Regions from separate parts of the Mus musculus genome. Here regions 1, 2, 3, 4, 5 and 7 are each linked to region 6. The links are chromatin contacts, called in public HiChIP or PLAC-seq and promoter capture Hi-C maps. All regions are on one chromosome and are shown on one strand. The core of a region is the stretch at or near the end of the contact, and the rest is flanking DNA. Distances in the headings are between cores, read along the strand shown.

Region 1 (4,132 bases), core at 435-2,934, 350 kb after region 6:
AGAGTAGCGGCTCACCTTCCAGCACTGGGTTTGACTGAAGCAGCTGCTCCTTCACAGAGTTCACCTGCTCTCCTTTCCCACAGACAGCAGCCACGTAGGACATCACTAGCTTACTCGCCTCTGTGCAGGAGAAACTCTGAGTGAGTCAGGACACTCCCCCTCCCCCTCCCCCTCCCACCGTTAACTATCAGAGTCCTTGACCAGGACACAACCGCTTCTACCTCCTTAACTATCACAGAGTCCCCAGCCAGGGCACGCTCACTCCCATCCCATTTAGCTCTGACACCACATCACTAACAGTAAGAAAAACAGGGACTGGGCTGGAGTGGTTAAGAACACTTGCTGCTCTGTGTGTGTGCACGCAAATGTATGTGTGTGAGTGTGCGTGTGCGTGTGCACTTGGTTTTTGGAGATGTTGTCTCTGGGTAGCCCTGGCTGTCCTGGGACTTGCTCTGTAGACCAGCCTGGCCTCAAACTCAGAGATCCTCCTGCTGCTGCCTCCTGAGTGCTGGGACTGAGGGCATGCACAAATAGAGTGCTGGGACTGAGGGCATGCACAAATAGAGTGCTGGGACTGAGGGCATGCACAAATAGAGTGCTGGGACTGAGGGCATGCACAAATAGAGTGCTGGGACTGAGGGCATGCACAAATAGAGTGCTGGGACTGAGGGCATGCACAAATACTGCCATGTGTTACTTGAGGCTCTTGTAGAAGACCTAGGTTCAGTTCCCAGCACCCACATTGGGTGGCTCAAAACCACCTGCAACTCCAGTTCCAGAGGATCTGACAGCCTCTTTTGCCTTCTGCAGGTACCCGCATGTCTGTGGTGCAAATATATACACACACTCAGTCATATACATATAGACAGAAAAAATGTAAAAATCCTAAAAAAGAAAATAAGGAAGAAAAACCAGAGAGGAAGTAATGGGGACAGAGGACAGGGACAGGCCTGGCTTGGAGAGATAAGGAGGTGACTCCAGACACCATCTCTGGTCTCTCCCAAGCCTTGAGCCTCCTCACCAGTCTTGCCAGCTCCACTCTCGCCTGTGATGAGGATACACTGGTCCCGGTCCCGATCCTTCAGTGACTGGTAGGCCACATTTGCCAAAGCATAGCTTGTGGGAAGGAAGTGGTCAGTGGTCAATGTGAGGCCAGCCCAAGGGCATCATCTTCCAATCCTTAGCGCTGGGTTCATCCACCCTCCCCGTGTGATCCAGATCAGACAAGAACTGAGTCTAGGAAGGATTCTCAGGGGAAGAGGGATGCTGGAGGAGCTCCTTTGGGGAAAGACCGGGGAGGGGGAGAGGAGGATGCTTCATGGACATTTGTCAGCCCTCCTCTGGTTCCCTTTACTCACATGTGAGGCTTCAGCTCATAGAAAGTATAGTCCCGGTATTTGGCAATGAACTCTGGTCCATAGATGGGAAGCTGCTCGTAGGGGTTCATTGAGATCACCACATTCCCAATGTATGTCTGGGGTCAGAAGGAGGGTGAGACAGATGAGCCTGGCAGGAGGAATACTGGAACCCCCTGGGTACCCCCACAGCCTGGCTCCCATGGCAAGCTCACATAAATCTCTTTGTTTTCATAACGGAGTTGGAGGTTCTTGATCAGAGACTCCTCATCTAGGGGCTCCAGGAGGATGAGGTCTTCCACCCCCACGGGACCTTCCAGGAGAGGCATGCCAAGAGGCTAGAGGGTCCTAGGAGTGAACACTGTAAATTGCTGCTGATGGCTCAGCTTAAGAGTTAAGTCATGGTGGGAGGGCAAGGAGGCATAAGGGCCTACAGGAGAGCCCTCTGACTAGAAGGGTCTCTGGACCAACCTGGCCATCCAGGGAGGTGGAGGAACCCGGGGTAGAGGGTGAGATGGGCATCAGATAGGACTACCTCTGTCTGCCCACCTGAGGGGAAGGGGAGCAGAATTGTGCTTAAAGGAGAAAGCTGGAAGAAGGGTGAGCCAAGCTTTGTTCTGCAGCCAGGTATTCAAGGTGCTCTCCCTCCTCCCTCCTGAGGGGGGCGCTCTCTCTGGCCCCTTGCTCCAGTGCTTATATCCAACCCCTGTCTCAGTCACCTAATCCCTCTACAATTCCCATCTCCAAGAGGTCTCTCTTTCTTGCCATTACCACAGTGACTTCATTTTTAGATGTTGGATAAAGTGATGAGATCAGCAATGTAAACAAAAGGTCAGAGCTGCCCGTGGAAAATGGGAGTGGGTAGGCTTTCTCAACTGTGAGGTCTCTCATTATCTCCCCTGCTTCCGTCTTTAGTTGTAAAATCTTCACAGTTTATACCATACCTATCATCTTCTGGCATGGACTTTGCCCAAAGAGACACACCCCATTTTTTAGTAGCTGGTGGGAGTGGGGAAGGAGAGTGCTCCAGGGAGGACTCTGAGGGTTGGGGGCAGGGAGAGCTGGGCTGGGCCACATGCTGCAAGCATGTGGCAGGTGTTCCTGCAGGAAATAAAAGCTCTCCTCAAGCAGACTGAGTGGGCAGGGCAGCAGAAGTAGTACAATGGTCAGTGCCACTCCCTAGAAGGAGTACAACACATTCCCTCACTCTCTGGCTTCTCTGAACCTAGGGGAAGAACGAGAACAGCATACAGGGCAAGGAAGGCATCCAGGCTTCTTTCTCCTTCATTTTGTTTCCCCAAGCTCCAGTAACTTCCTAAATACCTAGGGCACCACATGAATACTGATGATAGCAGTCTCTAGAAAACACGCAGTGTTCATCACAGGACAGACAGAGCTCTAAACACTGTAACTTGACAGTTATAATAGCCCATGAAGTGGATAGTACTATTAGCCCATATTTCTCAGATTAAAGGCAAGTAGCCATCCGAGGTGGCTTATGCCTGTAATCACAGTATTCAGGAGGCCAAGGCAGGAGGATTGCCATAAGTTTGAGATCAACCTGGGCTGCACAATGAACCACAGACCAGCCTGAAGTACAAAGTAAGATCCAGTCTTTGTCTGTCTCTCCCACCTGCGTGTGCGAGTACACATCACATGCGTGCACACATGAGAGCACACACACACACACACATACACACACACACACAGAGTCTTTGAAGCAACCTGGCAGGGAAGGGTGTGAAGCAGAGGTAGGGTATAGGAACACAGCTTTGAGTTTGAATTGAGAGGAGTACAAGTATGATTATCTGAAGGTGAGAAAGGAAAAAAAGAAACAGATCCCAGAAGGAGCACCCCAAGGTGACAGGGCAGGGCAGGACTTACCCAACAGTAGAAACAAGGGCGTACTTCGGTGCCCCTTGGAGAATGGGGGTGGGGAGCAAGTCCCAGTCTGATGGGAAGGGTATGAGCCACAGATTCCAAAGATGGAGCAGCGGCTTAGTTAGCAGGAGCTGTCCATGGTGTCAAAGATGTCTTCAGTCTGACCTTCCTCTGTGCTGCTCTTCTCCACCCCGGCTCCCTGTGCCACTCAGGCCAGAAGAGGCCAGAGAGATGGCTGCTCAGCACAAAGTCCAGGGCTGTTCCTGCTGAGGGTGTGGCTCCCTTAACCCTTCACAAGCTCCTGAAGCATAGACTCCCTGCATTTAGGGGAAGCCTATCTGCCTGGCTTTGACTGAGGGCTCCAATAGAGAAGAGTCCATGCCCCACTGTTCCAAGTATTTGGAAATAAGAACACAAGGAACGGAACTTGTATCTAAGGAAAAGATTTTCCAAGAAAGAAATAGTCATGGGTGGAAGCAGGCTTGTGCAGGTGTAGGGGTGTGTGTGTGCGTGTGTGTGTGTGTGTGTGTGTGTGTGTGTGTGTGTGTGTGTACACTCAGATCACCTGGAAGGCTAAGTGACAAAATCCCAAACCCCGTCCACTTGCCTCCCCTCGAATGACACATCATCATACCGACCCACACACTGAATTCAGAGGTGTGACTCCTTTCATCTGCCTGGACATCCGTTTCACCGCATGCCAGCCTCCACCCCCCAACCCCGTCCCTGTGAGTTAGGCCACACAGAAGCTCCCTTCAGTCAATAACAGAAGCAGACACCAAACTCATGTGACAGCTGTTCTCTTACTTCCACAGCCGGCACATGAGGGACAATGAGCGAGACACACTTCCTGATCTTCTTAGAAAGACTGCAGCCTACATTCCGAGACTTCTAAT
Region 2 (3,917 bases), core at 317-2,816, 400 kb before region 6:
CATTTTGCTTCTACTGAAGCCAGGCATGGTTGGCATTGTAGGGTCTCCTCTCTAGCAAGGATCTCAGACCACCCACCCAGCTTGATAAATAAGTAGTAAGACAACCGCCGGGAATCCGTGAACTCAAACACTTCCGTACCATACCTACCTTGCTACCTGGGATCCTACCTTTCTGTTCTGTTCACTGAGCCAGGAAGCTACTTTCTCTTTACCTTTTGACCCTTATTTCCTCTACCCTAATTAGAGTCAGCACCTCTCGGTGGGAGGTATAAAGAGATCCGTGAAGGGAGAAGTAAATGACAAAGAGTTAAGCACTTGAAAGCTGAAGCAGGTCACAGCTGTCAAAGCCTTCGGGGCTTCACACCAAGACCCTAGACCGATCTCCCTTTAAAAGGTCAAAGGCAGAAAACTGGGAACCAGAGCCTCACGCTGAGGGTGCACACAAGTCACAGACCCAACAGCTGTTTGTCAAGAGTCTGACACCCAACAGAGAGACCCCAAATGGTTTCAGGGCTAAACTCAAACCAGAATTAGTGGAGCTTTCTGAAGCTGTCCACTGTACTCTGACAGGCTGGCTGCAAGGCTGGAGTAGCAAGAGTTGGGGGCTGTAAAACAAAGCAAGGGAAAAGAACCCTTAGCCGGGGTTGGTGAGGAAGCAGCCCATATCGAAGACAAAAAAGAAAAACGAAAAAAAGCCCAGACACCATGAAGACACAAGAATAAAAATTGGTTAAAAAAAAAAAAAAAGATAGATAGGGCTTCTTGAACCCTTTTGTTCCCCATCCTTATTTCCAGTTACAGGGTGGGGGTGGGGACTAGCGATATGAAGCTTATCCGAGCCTCTGGACCTCAAACCCAAAGCAATGCCAGGCTGGCTGGCTTGCAGAGGACTTCATTATGAAAGGAGGGTTGGAGGGGCTGCTGCCCTAGACTGCCATGTCCTGTCCCCTGAGAGGTTTGCAGCCCTTTAGAAGGAGACTAGGGTAACCCTGGGAGACAGGTGATTTCCCCAGGTAGAGACGCTTTTCAACGGCCTGCTCCGCGCCCGTCTACCCTCCTGCTCTGCCATCTGTCTCAGGACGTACACAAAGCACCACCGGGGAGGCCTGGGCCGCTCTGGCGTCTGGCTCGGCGCGGGGCTCCGGCGGGGGCCCCGCGGCTCGCACACCGGAGGGGAGGAGGCGCGCGGCGGCACCGGTCAGCCTGGAGGGCGAGGGCTGCCGGGCCCGGGCCGCCGCCCGGAGCCGCCGCCGCCCCCGCCAACGCCGCTGCGCTGCACCGGGGCAGAGGGCACGGTGGGGGAGGGGTGGGGGAGGGGCGCGGGCGGGCGGGCGGGAGGCGCGGGGAGGCCTCGGGGAGGGGCGCGGCGGCCGCCGCAGGGTGGGCCGGCCCCGGGAGCGGCGGCCAGGGGCCCTTTGTCCCCGCGCGGCGCTGCCCGCGTACCTTCTTGTAGTTCTTGCCGAGCCAGAGCCGCACGTTGTCGAACTGGGTCACGGTGTCCGCGGCCTCGTAGTACTTCACGTTGGGGCCGCCGTCCTTCTTCCGCACCGCCATCTTCTCGGGCTCGGGCCCCGCCGCCGCCCGCCCCGCTCAGCTCAGCTCCCGCCTCCTCCTCCGCCCGCCTCCCGCCGCCTCCCGCCGCCACGACCGCCGCCTCCCGCCGCCTGGGCCCCGGCCGGCGGAGCGCCCCCTGCCGGCGGCCCTGCGTAGCGGTGGCGGGCGAGCCCGAGCGCGCTCGGCGGACACCCCGGCAGCAGCGGCGGTGGGAGGCGGGCGAGCCCGAGCGCGCTCGGCGGACTTCCCCGCAGCGGCAGCCCGGCTGCTTCCCCGGGTCTCGCAGGACGCGGCTGTAGGACAGCGGAGCCCTCCCCGACTTGGTCTCGCAGCGGCAGTGGGGCTTACTGTTCCACTCCACGGGGAAGCCGGGAGCCCCGGGTCTGCAGCTCCGCCCCGTAACCCCGAGTGGCCCCCGGCACGTACGTTCCCGTGGAACTCTTTCGCTCCAATAAGTTCCTTCCAACCATTCCTGTTTCAACCCACGAGTGTCCCTGACGCTCCTCGTCCCGGTGCACCCAGCACCCCTGGTGCTACCCGGGGGGGTCAGGTGAGGGGTCTCCTCCCTCTGATCTTCGGGTCTCGCCAGTCGCCTCCGCTTTAGGAGTCGGCTGGCGAGCCCCGATTCTTCGACCCAGGTTCAAGCATTGTGGCGCGAAGGTGCGAGGGAGGGAGCGGCTCTGGGTACGAGCCTCGGGCCGCGACCCTGCACCGGTCCGCTCGCACCCAGTCACCCGTGCGGACCCTTTCTGTAAGCGCGCGGCCAACCATAGTTTTGGGAGTCACGGTGGCCGAGTGGTTAAGGCGTTGGACTCGAAATCCAATGGGGTTTCCCCGCACAGGTTCGAATCCTGTTCGTGACGGCAGTTTTTCGTATTTTTTTTCCCCCCTCCTATTAACCAGTAGTTGAGTGGTTGAAAGTGAAAAGGCAGCACTACTCCTTTAGGTTAGACCAGGGTGACATACAAACCAAATTGGGCATCGCTGTATTCGCTGTTAGGATACCAGGCACTTTGAGATATTTTTGAGAATTCTGTAACATTTCATAACAATGAAGAGTAGTCGTTTTGTTTGGGAAAGCTAGTCAAACCTAAGATTTCTAAACAGGGCATCTTTGGAGTTTGTGACCAAAAGTGGAGCCTTGAAGTCTGGTGACTGGAGACACAGAAACAAGCGTTTCTCATTTGGATTTTTCTTTTTAATTTAGACAGGGACTCATGTGCACAGGCTGCCCTTGAACTTGCCTTGCAGCCAAGAATGACTTTAAATTTCTGATCCTCCTGCCTCTACCTCTCAAGTACTAGGAGTTACAGGTGTGCCTGAGCATGCCAGGATCCTTTGCGGCTCGGAACTGAATCCAGGGGTTCAATTTGTTCGATAGGTAAGCATTCTGTTTCGCTACATTCCCTAGCCCTCATTTGAGTTTTCCTGAGATAACCTCAGGTATCACGGGACTAGGAGGAGGCCTACGTTGAGGATTTGTTGGGCACCAGAGGCTGGTTAAAATCTGTGTATATTAACCAAGCAAGGGAATTCCTTTCTCAGGCTCTAACCCTCTCATGTTACCCAGTTCTTTTTATATTTCATTTCTTGCATAGCAAAACCTTCTCCAGGAAAGGATCTCTGAGAATTCATGGAGCTCCTGGTTTTGGTTTTTGGTTTGTTTTTGGGTTTTGTTTTTTGTTTTGGTTGGTTGGTTTTTTGTTTTGTTTTGTTTTTTGAGACAGGGTTTCTCTGTATAGCTCTGGCCGTCCTGGAACTCACTTTGGAGACCAGGCTGGCCTCGAACTCAGAAATCCGCCGGCCTCTGCCTCCCAAGTGCTGGGATTAAAGGCATGCACCACCACCACCCGGCTCTGGTTTTGGTTTTGGTTTTGGTTTATTTTTACCTTATTTCCCACCTTCATATGACTGCTTATGGCTTCTTGAGAGTCCTTCCTACCCTCTGTGCAGCCACCATCACTAAGGAATCCTCTGCATTCCCCAAGCTATTCCTCTTTAAGGTGCTTGATCACTGTCACGCCAGCTGGAACCTGTCACCCTTCCATGACCATTCAGTGAGTTTCCTGCAAGGAGTCCTCTTGTTTGTCTGCTGTCTTAGTTAGGGTTTCACTGCTGTGAACATCCACTGTGACCAAGGCAACTCTTCTATGGACGACATTTCATTGGGGCTGGCTTACAGGTTCAGAGGTTCAGTCCATTATCATCAAGGTGGGAACATGGCAGCATCTGGGCAGGCATGGTGCAGAAGGAGCTGAGAGTTCTACATCTTCATCTGAGGACTGCTAGCAGAATACTGGCTTCCAAGCAGCTAGGATGAGGGTCTTAAAGCCCACACCCACAGTGACATACTTCCTCCAACA
Region 3 (3,819 bases), core at 1,132-3,631, 440 kb after region 6:
ACAGATGGTCTCCAGCCACCATGTGGTTGCTGGGAATTGAACTCAGTACCTCTGGAAGAGCTGTCAGTGCAGTGCTCTTAACCGCTGAGCCATCTCTCCAGCCCCCAAATAAAATAGTCTTTAAAAAAATTTTTTTTATTCATATCTGTGTGTAGAAGTGTGCACCTGTGTGCAGGTCCCCATGGAGGCCACAAGAAGGCATCAGACCCTTTGGAGCTGGAGTTACAAACAGTTATGAGCCAACCCAATGTGTGTGCTGGACACTTAGGACCTTAGTAAGAACAGCAAGAGCTCTGAGCCATCTCTCCAGCCCCACGTCTCTTTTCTTTTCTTTCTTTCTTTTTTCTTTCTTCCTTTTTCTTTTCTTCATTTCTCTTTTCTTTTCTTTTTTAATGTGGTTGTTGTTTTGAAGGGTAGCCACTGAGACAAAGAATAAAAGGATGAGTGTTATCGGAAATACCCAGGACAGGTCCATGGAAGAGACGCGAGGTGAGAAGGTCAGGAAGAAGATTCATCTGTGTAAGCCAAGCGGCAGGCTCTTAGCCTTCTCAGGCTACAAGCTGCATGGTAGCTATTGATATCTTTTTTTTTTTCCCTGTCAACGTTGCCTGAGGTCAGTTTCAACCAGATTTTGCTTGGACCACAATATTGGGTGGAGACCTAGCAGAAGCCTGTGAGCATCCACTAAAAATATTTAGTGACTCCATGCCTGGGCCTGGCACTGTATTAGGCCATGGAAGCTGGATAAAAGAATAACAGACCACCCCTGCTGAGAGAAACCCTGTGCTAGAAAAAAAAAAAAAAAAAAAAAAAGGAGGAGGAGGAGGAACAGGAGGAGGAGGAACAGGAGGAGGAGGAAGAAGAGGAAGAAGAAGAGGAGGAGGAGAAGGAAGAGGAGGAGGAGGAAACCTTCAGTATATTTCAAAAGGAAGAAAGACATCAGGCCTCTACTTGAGCACAGGCTGGAAACTGGACGGAGGAAAGATGGATCCTGAGAGTCCAGCCTGGGAGACTATACAGTTAGCCTGTCCGTGAGCCGCATAAGCTCTCATTGAAGAAAGGCTCTCAGTCATTAATGGACAAGTCTATTTTCTGCCAGTGACAGGCTGGAGTGTGTGTGGGGGTCACTCCTGTGGAGTTAGTGTACTGGTCCCTGGTCTTTAAAGTTCATCTCTAGCCAGGGATGTCGCCTGCTGAGCTTTCCAGAACTTTCACTTCAGGTCACAGAGAAAGTCAGACACTAAGGGTTACAGTCTTCAAACGTCGCCCACAAGAGGGCAGTGGCCGGAAGCACGTTCGCCGGCCCTAGGAACCGCCCGATGCTTTCTGGACTCCAGAGTACCGTTCCCAAACCGACTGAGACTGGGGACAAAGGTCCGGCACTCAGCACACAGCCCCCTAGGACTGGTGTCTGGTAGCGGAGCTCTGGAGTCCTTCATTCCAACTCCCTGTAGTTTGGCATCTGAAACCCTGACTTGGTGGGAGGCCAGTCAGAAGGTATCAAAAACAAAACAAACAAACAAAAAAAAAATCGAGCCTGACCTCTCAGGGCGAAAGGGGATGGCTCTACCCCAACCCCACCCTCTGGTGAGTCACCTCTCTCCAAACCAGAGCCTGCCTCTCCTGCGCCCCGTGCCAGGCGAGCAGGGCTGGGCGGGTACTAAGGTGGGCTCCATCCCTGAGCCCAAGGCGGGCCGACAAGCTGCAGCGTGTCCCCGCGGGTGTCCCTGTTTACTCTGAGCCCTGGAGCGAGGTGGGGGCGGGTCCATGTGGCCACTCCTTCACTCCGCCTCCTGAGGACGCAGGCCCCAATCCCAGACCGGTTCTTACAAAGTCTCCAAATCAAAGCTCAGCCTTTCCCGCACCTTCCCGGCGGACCGGCCACCCCTGCCCCCACCCTAGGCTAGGGAGGCACTGTCTGGGTTTCCCCAAGGAAATCAGGCCTCCGCCTAGACAGCGGCTCGGGACCCCACTGAGGGGATCTGAAATCCTGGGGTGTGACATAGAGTTTTAAAGAGGCACTAGAGCGCAGCTCTCCTTGCCCCTTACCCCATTCCCACCCTTGGCTCTACCGGCTCTAGGGAGCGCTGGGATGAGGTAGACGCAGTTAGAGGACAGGGTGCCCGGGGACTCCCACTCTCGGACCGCTTCCCAGAACTCCAAAGCTTGTAGCGCCTCCGACTCCCCCTCCCCAGGGCAGCGCGCCAAATCAGCGCATGCGCACTGTCAGGATTGCCGCGTAGCTCTTTCTCCCCCCCCCCCCACCTCTTTTTTTCTTTCCCCGCCCCTTCCCTCCTTCCCTCCTCTCCCTGTCCCCTCCCTCTCCCCTCTGAACACCCCCCTCCCTCCTCCCCCCCACCCCCCCCCCCCGCGGCACTTCAGTCAGGGGAGCAGCGGTGCGAGCTCCAGGCCAGTGCACTGAGGAGGCGGAAACGGGGGAGCCCCTAGTGCTCCATCAGGCCCCTACCAAGGCACCCCCATCGGGTCCACGCCCCCCACCCCCCACCCCGCCTCCTCCCAATTGTGCATTTTTGCAGCCAGAGGCGGCTCCGAGATGGGGCTGTGAGCTTCGCCCTGGGAGGGGGAGAGGAGCGAGGAGTAAAGCAGGGGTGAAGGGTTCGAATTTGGGGGCAGGGGGCGCACCCGCGTCAGCAGGCCCTTCCCAGGGGGCTCGGAACTGTACCATTTCACCTATGCCCCTGGTTCGCTTTGCTTAAGGAAAGGATAAGAATAGAAGAGTCGGGGAGAGGAAGATAAAGGGGGACCCCCCAATTGGGGGGGGCGAGGACAAGAAGTAACAGGACCAGAGGGTGGGGGCTGCTGTTTGCATCGGCCCACACCATGCTGACCCCGCCGTTGCTGCTGCTGCTGCCGCTGCTTTCAGCTCTGGTCTCCGGGGCCACTATGGATGGTGAGTGAGATTCCGGCGGCCCCCATGGACCCCTGGGGGCTCCCCCTCCCCAACCCCCACTCCTGCGTCTGGATGGGGAAGGGAGACGCGGGAGGGGGTGCCTTTTGTTATCCCAGTCCAGCTGACACAGCAGAGGCCTGACTGGGGGCGGGGATGGGGTCTGATTTGGGGGATGGGAGCCTGGGACAAATGATGCTTCCAGGGCCCCCCAGCTCAGACAAAGACCAGAGGCCTGGGTAGGAAAAGAGGGCTCCCCCTTTTTCTGATCTTGGGATTAAGAGGCCTTCTCTTCCTATCTCTGGTACGGGAGGGCCTCTGCCTCCCCTACATCCTCCACCCTCCCGCCCCCCCACCCCCATCTGAATTGTGAAGGAATCCGGATTTGCTGTGTACCGCTGCAAAAGGGGGCGGAGGGCCTTTTGCAGTGGACTCTGAAGGCTGGAAGGCAAAGCCGGCTAGGGGTGCCCTGCTGGCCAAAGGGCAGGCAGGCCGAGAAAGCTGTGGGTGGGGATAGGCAGGGCCCCCTGTTTGGGTGTGGAATGAGCCCTGCATCCCAGGCATGGAGGCCCGGGTCCAGAATCCTGGGCTGCCTGCCTGGGTTCCGAAGTGAGCAGCTCCCCGCTGAGGGCCTCAGTCAGGAGCCCGGTTGAGGGATGGAGGGGTCTGGTGACGCTTATGGCTGGCTTTCCCTTCTTAATTCCTGGGAGCTTTAAGATGAGAGGAAAAACGTCAGATGTCATCATTCTGGAAGAGACTGGAGAATGGTCTGGAACGCTGGGGAGGGGTTCAGAGGAAGCTCTGTCTCCCCGATTTCAGGCTTGATCACAGTTTGGGTTGGAAGGAGAGTTGGAGGTTGGGATGGGGGTTATGACCATGCCCCCAATCCTGCTCATTTAGTAAATGTGTAA
Region 4 (3,943 bases), core at 16-2,515, 420 kb after region 6:
CGCCAAGCCAGGAACAGCTCCAATTTCCTCTAAATCTCCCTGTAGAGTGACTCAAGTCTCATCCTTCCCCCACCCCAGACGCCATTAAGCCATATTTTTCTCCTGAGCTGCCGGTAACGTTGCAGGGTCTATAGGTCGGGCTAGGACAAGGACCGTCCTTTCTTGAGATCAGTCCCCTAGGGTGGGAAGGCGGAGCTACACTTCAAGAGGCGGGGCGAGCTTTCCCTTCCAGGCTCCCCCTCCCCGCCGTAGGGGAAGCCCGACAACCTAGAAGCTTCTTCGTAAGCTTGGTGGCCTAAATCTATCCCCTCCACTCCCGCATTCCGAGTCCGCTGGCCGTGTGACCCCAATATCAAAAGTCAAGGGCTTCCCTGAGTTGTCCAATGTGCGTGTATATATGACGGTGGCGGCGCTGGTGGGGGTGGGAAAGGGTGGGAGGAGGTGGAGCCAGGTCAGCATGAGGAGGGTTAACCCCCAGCCGGCTGCCCTCCACGGGGAAATCTCAGGGTTTACTGCGGCCAAAAAAGTGAGGGGGAAAGTCCCCCTCCTCTGGGGCACCATGAGATCTACATCTGGGTCTCTCTCACCCTCCAGCCACACCCTGAGTAGGAACCTTTAGCGGGCAGCAGCTAGGGGTTGGACAGGCTCGGGGACCCTGGAGCATCAACTTCTAGGGAAAGGCAGCCATGTCCCCCAACCCAGAGAACCTTTCTTCTCCTCTGCCCAGCGACTGTCCCAAGACCCAGGAGGCGCAGGGCTGAGGATTGGGGAAAGTGACGCGACACGTTGGGGACCGGAATGTGGAGGCCTGTACCCACCCGAGTCCTTCGAAAGTTGGAAACTGCCAAAACCCAGTGCCGTCAGCTAACCCCAGATGAAACTATTTTCAGGGGACCAACTGCCCCGCCCAGGGGGGAGGATCCGAGAGGCCCCGAAAATCCATCCCTCGTGGTTCGTCAAAGCCCCCCCATAACCTTCCCTACTCGCAGACGTCCCCTCACCTCAGCAGCCCCGCTGCTATCTTCTCCCTCTCTCAGAGGGCACTACCAAGCCCCATGGGTCTGTAGGTCTGTCCAGCGGGTCCTGGGCTGGCCCTAAAAACTCAATGTGTACAGACACACACACACATATGCACACAGGCACGCGCGCACACGCTCGAGCGCGCGCACACACACACAAACACACACACAGGCACGCACGCACTCGTCTCCGGGCCTTCTTCACTGTAAACCCTGGCTGCCCCGGCCTGCTGTTTCCGGCTTCTCTGTCTGCCCAGGTCCCTCCCTGGCGCTCTGACGACACAGAGAAGAGAAAGTGGGCTGGAGGAGGAAGAGGAAGAAAGTGGGGTGAACCTGTATGTACCCGGTGGGGAAGCACGTAGTGGGGAGGGCAAAGCTGGAGCTCCATTGAACCACACTGGAGGGAGGCTGACCTTTACTCTAATCCCCTTAGCACTGATCCATTCCCCACTCCTCGGAAAAGTCACCTAATATCTGGCAGAGGCATGCCACCCCGAACTGCCTAGCTACCACACAAACTTTCTCCGGGCCAGAGATTGGGACCTCGGGGAACTGTGCTATGGGACATCTGGGTTGTGTGCGTCCTCCAGTGGAGGACCCTGAAAAACAGCTGGGAGCCCGAGGCCCCTGCACAATTAGGCTCACCTCCTTCCAAGGCAGGAACGCCTTAGAAGTCCCGTGATACTGTAGGGAGGAAGTGGGGGAGGGGAACCCTTAGCTCAGAATTCTGGAAGTCTCCGGGAGTCCCTTGGAGGAAAAGGAATTCATTCGGGGATACCACGTCCCAAACCCTAGTGATAGCCACTGAGGGCTGCCAGGGTGCCAAGTTTGAATGTGAATATGCTGTGCAACCTTGGCAAAGTTCCTATCTGTTTCTGAGGTAAACACTGAGACACACCCCAAAACAAATATGTGCAATTTCCCTGGCCACAAGAAAACACACACACACACACACACACGCATACACACACACATACACACACGCACACGCGCGTGTCTGAGCTTTACACATGTAGCAGCAGGCTCTCACACATGACAGCCCTCAGAGCCTCTTAGAGTCACACACACACACACACACACACACACACGCCCCTTGTTCAGCCTCTGAATCACCATCATAACCAGAGGACTGTCCTGTAGTTTTTGTTGGGGAGGATAACAAAAGGCCAAACCTGAAAGTCGAGTGTATGGAGGGATAGTCTGAGGGTGGCTGTGTCAAGTTGGAATTTTGGCTTTCCATTGCCTTTCAGGGCTGGGCTGAAAGAGCAAAAGCCAGGCTTCTGGCGCCCCCTGGTGCCTGAGCTGATTCCTCCACTGCACATCCGTGGGCACTGTACACAGTGCAAACTTAGATCCACCCAGGTGCCAGAGCAAACTGTACATGTACATATAATATAATCATGGACTCTGAGCAAGACCTATTTGTGTTCAAGTCCTGCCAAAGATGCTAACTGCAGAATTGGCTGGTTCATTATCTGTAGGACGGAGCACGCAGAGTGGCTTAAGCTGTGGGGTTGTGAGAATAGAATATACTGATACATAAAGGCTCAGAGGAACTCTGGTCACCTAGTAAACAGCAAGCAGGAGGTACTTTTGTTGTTGTTGTTGTTGCTCAGCTACTTGGTTGGACTGTGGTTGTTGATGCTGTTGTTGAGACAAAGGGTCATGTAGCCCAGGATGGCCTTGAAATTGCCTAGTAACCAAGGACAAACTTTAACTTCACCTCCCAAGTACCAGGCTTAGAAATATGCAACAAACAGCAAGAGGGCTTGTGATGCTAAGAACTGAACCCAGGGCTTTTTGCATGTCAGGCAAGGATGCTACCAAATGAGTCACATCCCAACCCAACAATTAATATTTGATGGGTTGGGTTTTTTGTTCTTGTTTATTTATTTATTACATATGAGTACACTGTCACTGTCTTCAGACACTCGAGAAGAGAGAGTCAGATCTCATTACGGATGGTTGTGAGCCACCATGTGGTTGTTGGGATTTAAACTCAGGACCTTCGGAAGAGCAGTCAGTGCTCTTAACCATCTGAGCCATCTCTCCAGCCCCCTTGATGGATTGTTCTTAATGTCTATAGATATACTGTCTACATGAATGTATACCATGTGCATGCCTGGTGCTCTCAGAGGCTAGAGGAGAGCATCACATACCCTGGAATTAGAATTACAGATGATTGTTTTCTAATTACCATGTGGGTCTTGGTAATCAGATCTAGGTCCTCTGGAAGAACAGCCAGAGCTCTTAACCACTGAGCTCTCTCTCCAGTCCCAGACACTGTTTTTATGGCCAAGAATAAATATTATGTGGGAAAAAACCCAGAAGGCTCTTCATCTTACCCAGAGGTTCCAGGGTTGTGAGAGGGTAGTGCTGAGGGTAAGTTGTGAGGGTAAGGCAGAGCCTAGAAGAGGTGTGTTCCTTTATGGATGCCTTAGGTCTGTAAGGCAGTGAGTGGAAGAGAAAGAGAGCAGGGGTGGAGATGGTAGATGGGAGTCTATCCAGAGACTGGTCCAGCCAGTAATGCTTACACCGAGGGATGCACATGCGTGAGTTCATGGCGCACACCTATGTGCTTCCAGGTGCCCACTGCACAGATGAACGTCCTCAGACTGGAGTGGAAGCCAGGCCCTGCCCCCTGGGTATCTCAGGAAGTGTGAGTCCAAGAACAGGCAGGAAGAGAGAGAAGAGAGGCTGCAGCCTCGGCTTTGGCTCCTCTTAAGATGAACTAGGATGGTATCTGCTAAACAAGCAAGTGTCAGAAGAAAAACAATACTTCATCTTCCTTTATCCTGCCAGTGGGGACACAGATGTCACAGGAGAACCCAGGGTTTAGAAGTATATCTGATTCTACTTTAGAGATAGATCCATGACTGTTGGTCTACCAAGTGGGACGATTCGGGTGTCCCCACGATGCGGGG
Region 5 (4,007 bases), core at 1,265-3,764, 480 kb before region 6:
TGATTGCAGAGGCGAAGAGACCCCAAGCCCAGAACTGGTGCTGCTTATATAGGCCTAGGAGAGGCGTGTCTCACACCCAGATTGGTTATGCACTACGCCTCATTTGCATGTTCCTCATCTGATTGGCTACTCTCTGTACCTCACAGAGCCTCATTATCATACCTCATTTGCATGTCTCACATCTGATTGGTCATACTCTCAAAGCCTCATTATCATGCCCGGGCCAGGGAGTGTCTTTGCAAAAAACTTTACTGCATATGTACACATTGGTTGTTTGTCCAAACTTATGCATGGTGGCCAGCAGTAGTCAGTGCCACTCTGCAACGGCACATGTGGCTTCCCACAACTGTCCACTCAAAGGACCTGAGTTTGGTTCTCTGCACACCCAAGTCAGCAGCTCACAATCACCTGTTATTCTAGCTATGCACATGCACACTCGTGGACAAGCACACACCGCATGCACACTTACTTTTAAAACCATGGTTGAGTGTGGTGGTTCACACCTGTAATTCCTGCACTTGAAAGGCTGAAGCCAGAGGATCAGGAATTCAAAACAGCCTCAGTTACATAGCAGGTTCCAAGGCGCCTTGGGGTACAAGAAAGTCTAGATCACATAAAGACTGAATCTGGAACAGATGCTCACAACTTTAACTCCAGTTCCAGGGGAATGATACCTTCTCCCAGCCTCCTCAGGTACCAGGCATATATATATATATATATATATATATATATATATATATATATATATATACATATACATACAAGTACATTCTGCTAGGTTTCTGCAATTAATAAGCAATGGGGCCAACATTCAATTAGGCAGGCTGATTCTTCTTTTTTTAATTATTTATTTATTTTATGTATATAAGTACACCATTGCTCTCTCTCTCTTTTTAAAAACTTTATTTATTTTATGTATGTGAGTGAATGAAGATACTGTCTCTGTCTTCAGACACACCAGAAGAGGACACCAGATCCCATTACAGGTGGTTGTGAGCCACCATGTGGTTGCTGGGAGTTGAACTCAGGACCTCTGGAAGAGCAGTCAGTGCGCTTAACTGCTGAGCCATCTCTCCAGCCCCACATTGCTCTCTTCAGACACAACAGACAGAGGGTATCAGACCCCATTGCAGATGGTTGTGAGCCACCACGCAGTTGCTGGGAATTGAACTCAGCATCTCTGGAAGAGCAGTCAGTGCGCTTAACCGCTGAACCATCTCTCCAGGCCATGGCAGACTTGATTCTTGACTGTAATAAACCTATATAGAGTCATCCAGGGCAGCAGCACTATCCGACTGACAGTAGCTTTTAAAAATGAGCACAGAAGAACGCTTCATCAAACCTTTGAAAAGGAGTACAGAAGAAAGGTTCATCAAATCCTGTTTCCTCTTCCGTCTTCCAGAGTGTGCTGAGATCAAATACCACCTCCAACCCCGTGCTTCCCGCCGAAGTTTATACACACAACCAGGAAGTGTAGGTACTCAGTTCAAGCCTTGGTCATGAGACGCGGCCTATTACAGTTTATCACCACCAGGTGGCGCTTAAGGCACAAAATTGACAACAGATGGGGCCCCACCCTGTTTGTGCGGTTAAGGCACAGCACCCCGTGGCTCCTGAATCCGATCTGTGACAAAACCGGCCTGAAAAATGTTCTGTGCACCATATAATAATGTCTATGTGAAGGTCTCATGATGTGGTGGGTCGAGGAAGAAAAAGTTAGAAATGCATGTACCTCCGGAGCTCAGCTGGTCTATTCAACAAGAGCCTTTTCTTTTACTGAGGTGTGGTACAAGTTTTGGTGTGTGGGGAGTCCTTCAACTAAGGAAGTTCCTCACATTGCAGTGATGGTAGTCCCAGCAAGCAGATCACCCATCCTCTTCTGTTTCTACTTGCTCACATGTGTGAATGTGGAGAGCCTGGGTAAAAGAGAGAATTGTGCTCAGGAAGTCTAGATCCTGCCAGGCCTGGGGCAGCAGAGAAAGGGAAGTAAAACTTAATATTACTCTTTGATGCAGAATAGATTTTGAGTCTTGTGTTTTTCTGCTTAGCAGGGGAAGTAGGGTTGGTTAGAAGAGAGAGATTAGGTTTGTAGCTGTGCGTCTTAGTTACTGTCCTATTGCTGTGAAGAGACATAATGACCAAGGTAGTTCCTATAAAAGAAAGCATTTAACGGGAAGCTTGCTTACAGTTTTAGAAAGTTTAGCCTGGGCTGGAGAGATGGCTCAGCTGTTAAGAGCACTGACCGCTCTTCCAAAGGTCCTGAGTTCAAATCCCAGCAACCACATGGTGGCTCACAACCATCTGTAATGGGATCTAATGCCCTCTTCTGGTGTGTCTGAAGACAGCTACAGTGTACTAACATATAGACATATATGTAATAAATAAATAAAATCTTTTTAAAAAAAGTTTAGCCCGTCATATCATGGAGGGTTGGCAGCCCTTGAGGCTGGTGCTGGATAAATAGCTAAGAGCTACATCCTTCTGTGTAGGCTTGGCATGGACTTTAGCACTTTCCAAGTGCATCTTCAGTGGCACACTTCCTCTAACAAGGCCACACTTCTTAATCCTTTTCAAGCAGTGCCACTCCCTGGTGACTAAGCATTCAAATCCATGAGCTTATAGGGCCATTCTCATTCAAACAGCACAAGCTGGTGATTTTTATCTGGCTTGGAGCTGTGTTTCCTCAAAATTGCTTTAACCCCCACCCCCACCCCCTGCAGTCCACCGTCTCTCTCCCTCAGCTCAGCCAGGACTTTGGCCCTGGGTCTATTAGGTCTTGGAGGACCAGGAGATGATGGATAACTCTGGAAAGGTCAGGCAGCTCACAGACACTTGTCATCAGGTAACCCAAACTGACCTTGAGTTTCTAATCCTCCCACCCCTACCTCTTGAGTACTGACTGAGATTACAGGTGTATGCCACCACCGCACCTGGTTTTATGTGGTGCTGGGGATGGGACCCACGGCTTTGGGTACGCAGGGGTCTTAGTTTGGGTTTCTATTAATGTGACAAAGTACCATGACCCAAAAGCAAGTTGGGGAAAGGGTTTATTTGGGTTACGTTTCTACACTGTAGTCTATCACTGAAGGAAGTCAGGGCAGGAACTCAAACAGGGCAGGAACCTGGAGGTTGGAGCTGATGCAGAGGCCATGGAGGGATGCTGCTTACTGGTTTGCTCAGCCTGCTTTCTTATTGAATTCAGGACCACAATCCCGAGGATAGCTCTACTCACAATGGGCTAGACCCTCCCCCACTGATCACTAAGTAAGAAAATGTCCTGCAACTGGGTCTTATAGTGGCATTTTCTCAATTGAGGCTCCATCCTCTGATGACTCTAATTTGGGGCAGGTTTGACATAAAACAAGTCAGTTCACCAGGCAAGCACTCCACTCACTCTTCCCTGTCAGTTTGATCAGAGAAGTCATGGACCCATCAGAGTTGGGGCTCCAACCAGCATATGTTCTGCAGAGAGGAGGATCACCACAGAGGGAATGTCCTACTGTCTTCAAGGGAAGCCATGTGGTCAGTGAAAGGACAGGAACCAGAAACACCCAAGACCAAGTTCTCAACACAAAGGAGATTTATTTTTTATTTTGTAAAATATGTTATCTTTTTTTTATTAGATATTTTCTTTACTTACATTTCAAATGCTATCCTGAAAGTTCCCTGTACCCTCACCCTGCCCTGCTCCCCTACCTACCCACCCCCACTTCTTGGCCCTGGCATTCCCCTGTACTGGGGCATATAAAGTTTGCAAGACCAAGGGGCCGCTCTTCTCAATGATGGCCGACTAGACCATCTACAAAGGAGATTTATTTGCCCCAGAGGGACAAAGGACAAAGGACTGTCTCTGGATGGAGAGGAGACAGACATGGCCCGTAGGCAAATGGCAGTTCAGAAAGGGAAAGGGAGAAAGAACCTCATGTTGGGTGAGTTGGTTAATTTTGATCAGAAGTGTTGATATGGGTAGCAAGGGGGTTTCTCACTACTGGACTTAATGCTTTGGT
Region 6 (3,838 bases), core at 1,154-3,653:
CAAGTTCCAGGATAGCCAGAGCTACACAGGGAGAACTTGTCTCAAAAAAAAAAAAAAAAAAAAAGCTGGGCGTGGTGGTGCACGCCTTTATTCCCAGCACTCAGGGGGCAGGCGGATTTCTGAGTTCAAGGCCAGCCTGGTCTACACAGAGAAACCCTGTCTCAAAAAACCAAAAAAAAAAAAAAAACCTAAAAATCAAAACAGACAAAAACAAACAAGAGCACCCACACACACAAAGGTTGGAAAGATGGCTCAAGGGTTAAAAGCGCTGGCTGCTCTTCCAGAGGACCCAGGGTTCTAGCCCCAGCACCCACATGGTGATTCACAAACCTCTAGCTCCAGGGTATCCAACATTCTCTTCAGGCCTGGCCTCTAGCAGTGCAGATGATACACAAACATACAGACAAAACATCCACACCACACTGCTCTTGCTTCTACAAGAGCACCCAAGCAGGGTGGCTCACAACTGCCTCTAACTCCAGATTCAGAACTAACACCTCTGCTCTCAGCAGGCAGTTGGTTCTGGTAATAGAACTTGGGTTCTCAGCAAGGGTAGCCAGTGCTGTTAATCACTGCGCAGTCTCTCTACCTCCTAAATTGCTACTTCTGGATGAAAAGATGTTTCGTTTGGCTATGTTTATCTACTAAATTGATTATGTTTTACCTAGCAATTCATTTTCCCCGTACAGTTTGGAAAATATCAAAAAGTTTTTACATAAACTTGTCCTAAGAAGCCAACATGACATCAGAATACAGGTCAGTCACACACAAGAGCTTTTTCTTAACATCTCAAAGGTAAAATTTAAATCCATGCTGGTGAGATGGCTAAGCAAGTGAAGGCTCTCCGTTTCTCTACCTGACAACTTAAATTGTTTCCCCACAGACTGTCCTCTTACCTCCAGGAACACGAGGGGGTGGGGGGAGGGCACACACATGAATAAAATTACTATAATGAAACACTAAAATGTAAAACCTGCTACATATCTTTGTTTTTATGGGGGACTCCTCCAAATTTCTTTACACATTTTCTAGTACTACATGGTCTTCTTCTAGGACCTGTTTCTCAGCCACTAATTGGCTCTAGGACATCGTCTATCAATTTAGATTTTTAGCCATTCAAGCAAGCAGTTAAAACTTAAACTTGTACAATCGTTAAACTTTTTTTTTCAACTACAATCCGTAACTTTTAGTGCTGTGCATAGCAGCCACCCACACCACCCTCAAGTACTGTAATTCAATTCTCTCATATTTGAAAGTTGTCCAGGCTAGAAAAATAAGGGCAAAAATTCTTAGATTAAAAGAATCTGTAACCTCCATATAAACAAATTAAGACCTTCAGGCAAGTGAGATGGTCATTTTATACCTGTTTCACCTCCGCATACAAAGAGCATGACGAAATGCCACCCAAAGTTTATTGAGGTACAGAGAAGAAAAGAGTCCACAAGTATCTTGTGACTAGACACGTGCAGAACTACCTGCTCCATAGTAACTATTACTCGCTGCCAAGGAGGTGACCGCATTTGCTAGCGTTCACCATTTTCAAGAGACCCGAGATGTGGGAACGGGAAGTTTCGTTGTGGTGACGGCATGGCCCCCTCTAGTTGCCTAGCAGTGCCTGCCGCCGAGGGCCGCGTGGTGCCCTACCGGTAGCACCGGCTTACGGCGGCACCCACAAATGCTCTCAGCCCGGTCCTGCCGGGTCCGGGCATCAGCACCGAGCGGCAGGACTCCACGGCTCCCGGCGCCCTCATGGCGGAAAGCTCACACACGAGTTTAGGGCCTAAGGCTAAGTTCCCAGAGTTCCGAGAGAGCCAGGCTGTCTAGGGAAGAAAAGTGGGATTTCTGGCACGAGGAATCCGGGGGTCGATCTGGAGGTGGGGAAACGGACATCTGGAGGAAAAATGTCCTCCAACGGTAACAGGAACAAGGATGCAGGCCCTCCCACCCCACGGCAGGGCTGCCACCAGCGCGGGCGGGGAGAAAGGCGAAGGGCCGAGGGTGGGGGGAGGGCGAGGGGCCGTTTCCCGGCAGCCGGGGCTCCCGGCGCGGCCTCGCTCCGCTCCGGGACGACCTTCCGTCGGCGGGATGTCGCACTCACATGGTGAACGGGGCAGAGGGCCAGACAAACGGGTGGGCGGGCCTCGCTGGCGGCGGCTGGCGAGTCGACTCCTCTCCGGCGGCGACTCCGGCGGTCTCTGCCCGGTCGCGGCCTCTCCTCGCTCCTCTTAGGCGACGGCGGCGGCGGGCTCGGCCTCGATGCCCAGAATGCACCGCGCGGAGAGCGGCTCCCTCAACCCGGGAGAGAAGGAAAGTGTAGGAAAAGGGGCGCGAGGACGGAGAAGGAGCGTGCGTGCGCGCGAGGGGTGGCGAGGCCGGGCGGCGGCTGGTGACGCAGCAAAATGCCCGGGCCGGCCGCCGCGCGTGCGCAATCGCCGTTTCCAGGCTCTGCGCGGTTTTCTAGAGATCTCTACGGAAGGGGCGGGGCCTCCCGGCTCCTTCGCGATCCTTCCCGCGCCCGCCCCTCCCCTCGACCCTCCGGCTGCCCCGTTCGCGCCTGTCTTCCCGGGCTCCGGTCTCGCGTTAGCAAGCCGTTGGCCGCCAACCGCCTGAGCACGCTCGCGGGCGATCTCCCCGAGAGACGTAGGGGCCGCCCTGGAAGGCGGTGGGACGCTGCGGCGTATACAGCAGACCCCAAGGCGATGTGTGGGGATTGTTTTGTCTTAGACAGGGGTGCCTGCCGCAAACCCAGGTTGGCCTCGAGTTCAGTCGCCCGAGTCCGGGATTGCAGTCCTGTGCCAAAGCCACCACGCCCGGCAACGCCGGTTGCATCCGTGGAAAAACGGCTTCGTCCTTAAAGCCTGGACCACTCGCTGTTTTTCTGATTGTCCGGATCCCGCCTGGGCTCCTTTAGCGGAGGAGCTGCTTTTGCCTCTTTGCCTTTAGGGGCGCGCCTCTCCCCCCTGCTTGGAGACATTGGCGCCCTGGGGGAGGCGAGGAGGGAAGTTTCTAGATTAATTCGCTGTCTCCTTGCGTGAGTTCAGATGAGGTGGTTAAGGATCTATTTGAAAATCCTTTGACTGGTTTTGTATACAATGCCCTGGGTTAAATGGGGTTAGTAGCCAAGAACAATCTCTGCTTATCAAAAACTGACGGATTAGGGCAGAGGTAGACCAATGAGCCACTATTAGGACATCAGGTTTTTAGAGTAATCCTGCTTCAGTCTCTTATGTGCTGGTATTACAGGCTTTTTTCTTTTGATATTGATGTCAGTGCAGACTAATTGGTGATGTTGGCTGTATAGTCCAGATCCAATTGCCTGATGTTAAGAACTTTACCACCTGTCAGGGAAATGAAAATTAGTCTGGTGTAGTGTCACAGGCTTGTAATCTCAGCTGAAGGAGCTGGGACAACTTGGTAGTGTGGGCAACTTCCCTGTTTCAAATTTCCATTTTTTCCCGAGGTGATGTAAGTATTCTGTCAACAATTATGTATGTGTACCGTGTGTGTGCCTGATTCCCACACAGAGGTCAAAAATAGGGCCTGAGATCCTTTGAAACTAGATCATGTGAACCATGTAGGTTCTGGGAATAGAACCTATGTCTTTAAGAGCACCCAGTGTTCTGACTGCTGAACCATTAACTCCAGTTCCCTCAAAATTCGAAAAGAGCTAGGGTTCATGGCCCATGTCTGTAATCCCAACAGTGGGTTGGCAGGTAGAAGCAGGTTGATCTCTGAGTTTGTCCAGCCTTGTATATATAAAGACACATGCCTCAAAAAATCAGACTTGCCGGGCGGTGGTGGTGCACACCTTAAATCCCAACACTCCGGAGGCAGAGGC
Region 7 (3,930 bases), core at 887-3,386, 380 kb after region 6:
TACACTTAACTGTATTAATACTTGCTAAATAAATGTTTCTAAAACTCCCTGTGACAGTAACCAACCTTTGAATAAAATTCCATCCTACTATCTGAGAGCCTGGCTTTTAGAGTGCCGCAGATTGCTCTGACAGCTGACATCCACATAACCAGGTCGGCATTCCGACTTGCTCCTGGAGGTGAATTTTCTCCACATTAGGAAGCCCCCGAGCCTCCCTTCCTAGAAGAAACCTTGGAACCTTTGGTGACGCTCTGTAAACCCAGAATCCTGGAGGATGAAGCAGGGGGAGCCTGAGTTACAGGTCAGAGTTACACATGAGTTGCAAAGCAGCCTGCACGACACAGTGAGACCCTGTCTCAATGAAAGGAGGAAGGGAAGCAAGCAAGCAGAAAAGTGTGCTTTAGGTTACTTTTGTTGTTGTTGGTTGGTTGGTTTTTCCAGACAGGGTTTCTCTGTGTAGCCCTGGCTGTCCTGGAACTCACTCTGTAATCCAGGCTGGCCTTGAACTCAGAGATTTGTCTGCCTCTGCCTCCCAAGTGCTGGGATTAAAGGCGTGCACGATCACGCCCGGCACTTTTTTTTTTTAAGTTATTTTATTATTTGCTTATTTGTTTCCAGGTGTAGGTAGCTCCGGTTGTCCTGGAACTCACTACGTAGACCAACCAGGCTATCTTCGAACTGGAGAGATCTGTCTCCCTTGGCCTCCCAAGTGCTGGGAGTAAAGTTCTGAGCCACTATGCCTGGCTTTTTGCTTTCCGTTTCAATCCCCAGTGTCCTGTAAAGGAAATCTCAAAGGAACTGCTGACTGTGCTTAGTATCTCCTTATGTCCTCACACCCCGAGGCCCCATTTTGACAGTTTATTCAGGTGACAGTCCTTCCAAATCCTGTTCTAGGCTTTTAGGCCCTGATCCGGAAAAGAATCTTTCCTGGACATATACTCTCTTCCCAAAAGAAGTCTCCAGTCCCTCTTGAACAATATATTTATGGGTGTTGATCTTAAAGCCACAAGTGAGAGCAAGTGACAGGCAGGCAGGAACGGAAGGGGGCAGTATGAGAGTGGATGTGTGCTTACACGCCTTGGCTGTCTTTATTCTCTGGAGTTGCTACTCCCTCCAGTGGATGTTGGCAAACATCACTTATTTTCCCGGCCACTATTTAACAAGGGAGGGAAAACACGATTTCTTATCAACTTTTAATTTTTTTTTTTTCTGGTCGGGATCACAAAATAAGTTTCTTACCTAGTCCGGAGTTGACTGTCCAGCAGAAAGTACAAAATGAATGTGCTTGAAAGAATGAATAAACTTAGGAACTACGTCCCGCTTAAGCGGATGGCCTCTTATCTTTCCTGGGCAACTGGAGTATAATGACTCCAGGTGTGTTCTCCGGAGCTATTTGGGAGGAGGATCTTAACAGGAGGCCAGTGGTGGCACACACCTTTAATCCCAGCACACAGGAGGCAGAGGCAGGTGGGTCTCTCAACTCCAGGCCGGCCCGGTCTAAGGTGTGAGTTCCAGAACAGCCAGGGGCTACCCTGAGAGACCCTGTCTTGAAAAACATTCAGGTGAACTCTATTCCACTGTACCGAGACAGATCCATCCCTGGGGTGTTTTTAGTAAACTGAATGAGTGGGGCGTTTGCTTTCTCCTGACCTATTTCAGGGCGAAACCCAGAAATCCGTTTTAACTCAGAAATTCAAGAGACCTAGCAGCACCTCGGAGCCCCTCCGTGGTTTCCCCCCTAAAGGGTGTCAACCAGCCCAGGCCTCCCTTCCTGGGGAAGGCTCAGGCCTCCGCCCGACCCGAGCTGTCCGGAGGGCGGCCCGGGACCCGTCAGTGCGGACCGTCCCTGGAGCGTCTCACTCAGCGTCCCGAGCTGCTCCGAGTAACGGGCCGCACCCTCGGGATAAGAAACCACTTTTCCACATTTAACGCCCTCGCGCCCGACCCCTGGGCAGCCGCTGCCCGGGTGGTACCTGAGCCGCAGACCACGCAGCCGGCGACGACCAAGAGCAGCCATGTGGCGCCGCCGCCGCCCCCGGCCCCCCAGCACCGGGGCCCTGGACCAACCGCCGACCACACCGACACTTTGATTCCTCCCGCCATGGATGCCTCACACCGCCTCCTCCTCGCGTGCCCCTCCTCAGCAACTGTCTCCGAACGGGCAGCGCCGGCAGCCAATCGGCTGCGAGACCCGCCCCCACCCCCACCCGTGGAGCAGGCGGGGCCTCGCGCGCTCCGCCCTCCCGCGCCCCTAGGAGCCACACCTCCTAGCAACGCCAATCCTGGCAGTGACGACAGGAAGAGCCCGCCCTTTCCCCGCAATCTGCTTCCGTCCGCGGTTTATTTACAAATGAGATTGATGGAAAGCTTACCCAATAGGAAATCAGAATGAGAGGAGGCCTCCTGGACTGCGTGTTTCCATCGAAACGTCTCTTCTAGTTTTTCTTTCCTTTCTTCCTCGGCCCTTTTATGACATGCTAGCCAGTGGCAACTCTTCACGAGTAAGGTTCTCCCGTGACCGTTTTTTAAGGTAAAATGATTGCCAGCCTGTCTCCAAAGTTCTGAAATATTTCAGCAATAAGTACAGGATTATTGTGCGTTGTCAAGGTTTTGCAGGCATAAACAACGTTTGAAAATGTAGAGATAGAGCTGAGATAGAAACTCTGACTTCGATCCCCAGCACTGCAAGAAAAAAACAAACAGAAAACAAAACACCAAAAAAAAGTATTAATTTGGCTTCGGTTTCCTTTTTTGACTGAAGATGTAGCTAAACTGTGCACAAGGCCCTCGTTTCAATCACCAACGCCACAGGAATAAACTACAAGTCCCGAGCATTTCTGGTTTTGAAACGAAACAAGTGATAATTAAGACAGCTTATCCTCTCCATTTGGGAAAAAAAAAAAAAAAAGCCAAGGCTAAGAGAGAGAGAAAAAACACAAAGTAGGTTCTGAGCTCAAATCTAAGTTCTTTCTGTGGCTTAGGTGCCTCCCAGTACTTGCAGTCCAGGCACTGTGTGTGTAGCACTTACAGAAATTGAAAATTGAAGCACCTTTTTTTTTTTTTTTTTTTTTTTTTTTTGGTTTTTTGAGACAGGGTTTCTCTGTGTATCCCTGACTGTCCTGGAACTCACTCTGTAGACCATGGCCTTGAACCCATAAATCTGCCTGCCTCTGCCTCCCAAGTGCTGGGATTAAAGGCGTGCTTGTAATCCCATCACTTGGGAAGTTGAGAATGAAGGCTTGCTGAGAATTGAAGAGTAGCCAGGATTATAGAGTTTGAACCGTGAGAACCTGTATGTGTGTGTATATACATACATATATATACACACACACACACACATATATATACATATACATATATATATACACATACATACACACACACATATATATACACACACTTGTGTGTAGACACATGTATACATGTATATGCACATTTATACACACATATAGATGGCTTATTGCGATGGCTCGGTTGTGTAAACCTAGAACTCATATGACAGGAGAAAACCAACTTCTGCTCCCACAGGACCTCCATACTGACTCTGTGGCACACAATACCCCCCACACAATTAATGGATCGATTGATAAAAAAAAAAAAAAAAAAAAAAAAAAACTTTTAATGTCAAGGTTAACAGGAGGCGTGTTGGTCCATATCTGTTAACTCCAGCATTCAAAACACTCAGGTCAGAGGATCACAAATAAGATTAGCTTGCACTACACATCTAAAACCAACCTCAAAACAAAAACTTACATTAATGTGAAACAAGGGAAGACTAACAAACTATCCCAGACAAGGGAGCATACGTAAACACGATGAACCACATGTCATATAATATGGATCTTGGAACAGGAAGAAAAAAAAAAGCCCGAAAAACAAAACTGAGATTGCAAGCGTGAGTCACCTCTTCCCTGCCAGTCCGCCCTGCCC

What was found. Promoter capture Hi-C pulls out the DNA fragments that hold promoters and counts their contacts. HiChIP or PLAC-seq counts read pairs in DNA pulled down with a chosen protein or histone mark.
Region 1: a contact with region 6 is called in an H3K27ac HiChIP or PLAC-seq map of trophoblast stem cells, with 11 read pairs. The contact joins the promoter of Myo1a here to the promoter of Ptges3 in region 6. A contact is called at or near these places in 10 of 39 promoter capture datasets (the 3T3-L1 cell line, cranial neural crest, embryonic stem cells and 5 more), 1 of 484 Hi-C or Micro-C datasets (bone marrow-derived macrophages), 4 of 115 datasets of contacts at active chromatin or transcription factors (bone marrow-derived macrophages, embryonic basal ganglia, embryonic stem cells and 1 more) and 1 of 9 other capture datasets (macrophages).
Region 2: a contact with region 6 is called in an H3K27ac HiChIP or PLAC-seq map of trophoblast stem cells, with 2.7 times the contacts expected there. The contact joins the promoter of Smarcc2 here to the promoter of Ptges3 in region 6. A contact is called at or near these places in 5 of 39 promoter capture datasets (cranial neural crest, hematopoietic stem and progenitor cells, hippocampal neurons and 1 more) and 5 of 115 datasets of contacts at active chromatin or transcription factors (bone marrow-derived macrophages, effector CD8 T cells, epiblast stem cells and 2 more).
Region 3: a contact with region 6 is called in an H3K4me3 HiChIP or PLAC-seq map of bone marrow-derived macrophages, with 5 times the contacts expected there. The contact joins the promoter of Lrp1 here to the promoter of Ptges3 in region 6. A contact is called at or near these places in 4 of 39 promoter capture datasets (embryonic stem cells, hippocampal neurons, liver and 1 more), 1 of 484 Hi-C or Micro-C datasets (embryonic stem cells) and 6 of 115 datasets of contacts at active chromatin or transcription factors (bone marrow-derived macrophages, embryonic forebrain, extraembryonic endoderm stem cells and 3 more).
Region 4: a contact with region 6 is called in an H3K4me3 HiChIP or PLAC-seq map of the 230-238 cell line, with 16 read pairs. The contact joins the promoter of Stat6 here to the promoter of Ptges3 in region 6. A contact is called at or near these places in 7 of 39 promoter capture datasets (the C10 cell line, cranial neural crest, embryonic stem cells and 3 more), 1 of 15 datasets of contacts at CTCF or cohesin (the NIH/3T3 cell line), 2 of 484 Hi-C or Micro-C datasets (the G1E-ER4 cell line and cardiomyocytes), 18 of 115 datasets of contacts at active chromatin or transcription factors (the 230-238 cell line, the NIH/3T3 cell line, bone marrow-derived dendritic cells and 13 more) and 4 of 9 other capture datasets (adipose tissue, embryonic stem cells, liver and 1 more).
Region 5: a contact with region 6 is called in a promoter capture Hi-C map of pre-B cells, with 4 times the contacts expected there. The contact joins the enhancer-like site here to the promoter of Ptges3 in region 6. A contact is called at or near these places in 7 of 39 promoter capture datasets (the C10 cell line, erythroid cells, fetal liver and 4 more), 1 of 484 Hi-C or Micro-C datasets (embryonic stem cells), 3 of 115 datasets of contacts at active chromatin or transcription factors (extraembryonic endoderm stem cells, memory CD8 T cells and trophoblast stem cells) and 2 of 9 other capture datasets (adipose tissue and liver).
Region 7: a CTCF HiChIP or PLAC-seq map of the NIH/3T3 cell line shows a contact between it and region 6, with 9 read pairs. The contact joins the promoter of Nemp1 here to the promoter of Ptges3 in region 6. A contact is called at or near these places in 21 of 39 promoter capture datasets (the 3T3-L1 cell line, 3T3-L1-derived adipocytes, the C10 cell line and 14 more), 2 of 15 datasets of contacts at CTCF or cohesin (CD8 T cells and the NIH/3T3 cell line), 4 of 484 Hi-C or Micro-C datasets (CD4 T cells, Sertoli cells, bone marrow-derived macrophages and 1 more), 25 of 115 datasets of contacts at active chromatin or transcription factors (the SCID.adh cell line, SST interneurons, VIP interneurons and 19 more) and 5 of 9 other capture datasets (adipose tissue, embryonic stem cells, liver and 2 more).

What each region holds. Positions count from the first base shown.
Region 1 is chr10:127,702,808-127,706,939 of GRCm38.p6, reverse strand. It overlaps Myo1a (myosin IA), which reads right to left and starts at 1,684. Exons shown (of 27, transcript NM_001081219.2): 1 at 1,571-1,684; 2 at 1,359-1,474; 3 at 1,022-1,116; 4 at 16-120. The coding sequence starts at 1,684.
Region 2 is chr10:128,456,964-128,460,880 of GRCm38.p6, reverse strand. Smarcc2 (SWI/SNF related, matrix associated, actin dependent regulator of chromatin, subfamily c, member 2) reads right to left here and starts at 1,566. Exons shown (of 29, transcript NM_001372395.1): 1 at 1,444-1,566. The coding sequence starts at 1,554. It overlaps n-TScga2 (a tRNA gene), which reads left to right and starts at 2,336; the gene lies at 2,336-2,417. Mir8105 (microRNA 8105) reads right to left here and starts at 2,201; the gene lies at 2,113-2,201.
Region 3 is chr10:127,619,710-127,623,528 of GRCm38.p6, reverse strand. Lrp1 (low density lipoprotein receptor-related protein 1) reads left to right here and starts at 2,381. Exons shown (of 89, transcript NM_008512.2): 1 at 2,381-2,911. The coding sequence starts at 2,842.
Region 4 is chr10:127,640,308-127,644,250 of GRCm38.p6, reverse strand. Stat6 (signal transducer and activator of transcription 6) reads right to left here and starts at 1,265. Exons shown (of 22, transcript NM_009284.2): 1 at 1,002-1,265. It overlaps Gm40802 (a long non-coding RNA gene), which reads right to left. Exons shown (of 3, transcript XR_872173.2): 3 at 3,831-3,943.
Region 5 is chr10:128,533,983-128,537,989 of GRCm38.p6, reverse strand. No RefSeq gene overlaps it. Among named protein-coding and RNA genes, the nearest start is that of Esyt1, 10 kb to the right of the region's middle. Within about 2 kb of position 2,514, at least 173 of the 459 cell types and tissues checked have an H3K27ac peak or open chromatin away from gene starts, as enhancers often do. A contact at or near this core is called in adipose tissue, memory CD8 T cells, pre-B cells and 1 more, where this site is marked.
Region 6 is chr10:128,057,547-128,061,384 of GRCm38.p6, reverse strand. Ptges3 (prostaglandin E synthase 3) reads right to left here and starts at 2,403. Exons shown (of 8, transcript NM_019766.4): 1 at 2,099-2,403. The coding sequence starts at 2,100.
Region 7 is chr10:127,675,271-127,679,200 of GRCm38.p6, reverse strand. Nemp1 (nuclear envelope integral membrane protein 1) reads right to left here and starts at 2,136. Exons shown (of 9, transcript NM_001113211.1): 1 at 1,974-2,136. The coding sequence starts at 2,103. It overlaps Gm16230 (a long non-coding RNA gene), which reads left to right and starts at 2,442. Exons shown (of 4, transcript XR_872178.1): 1 at 2,442-2,530.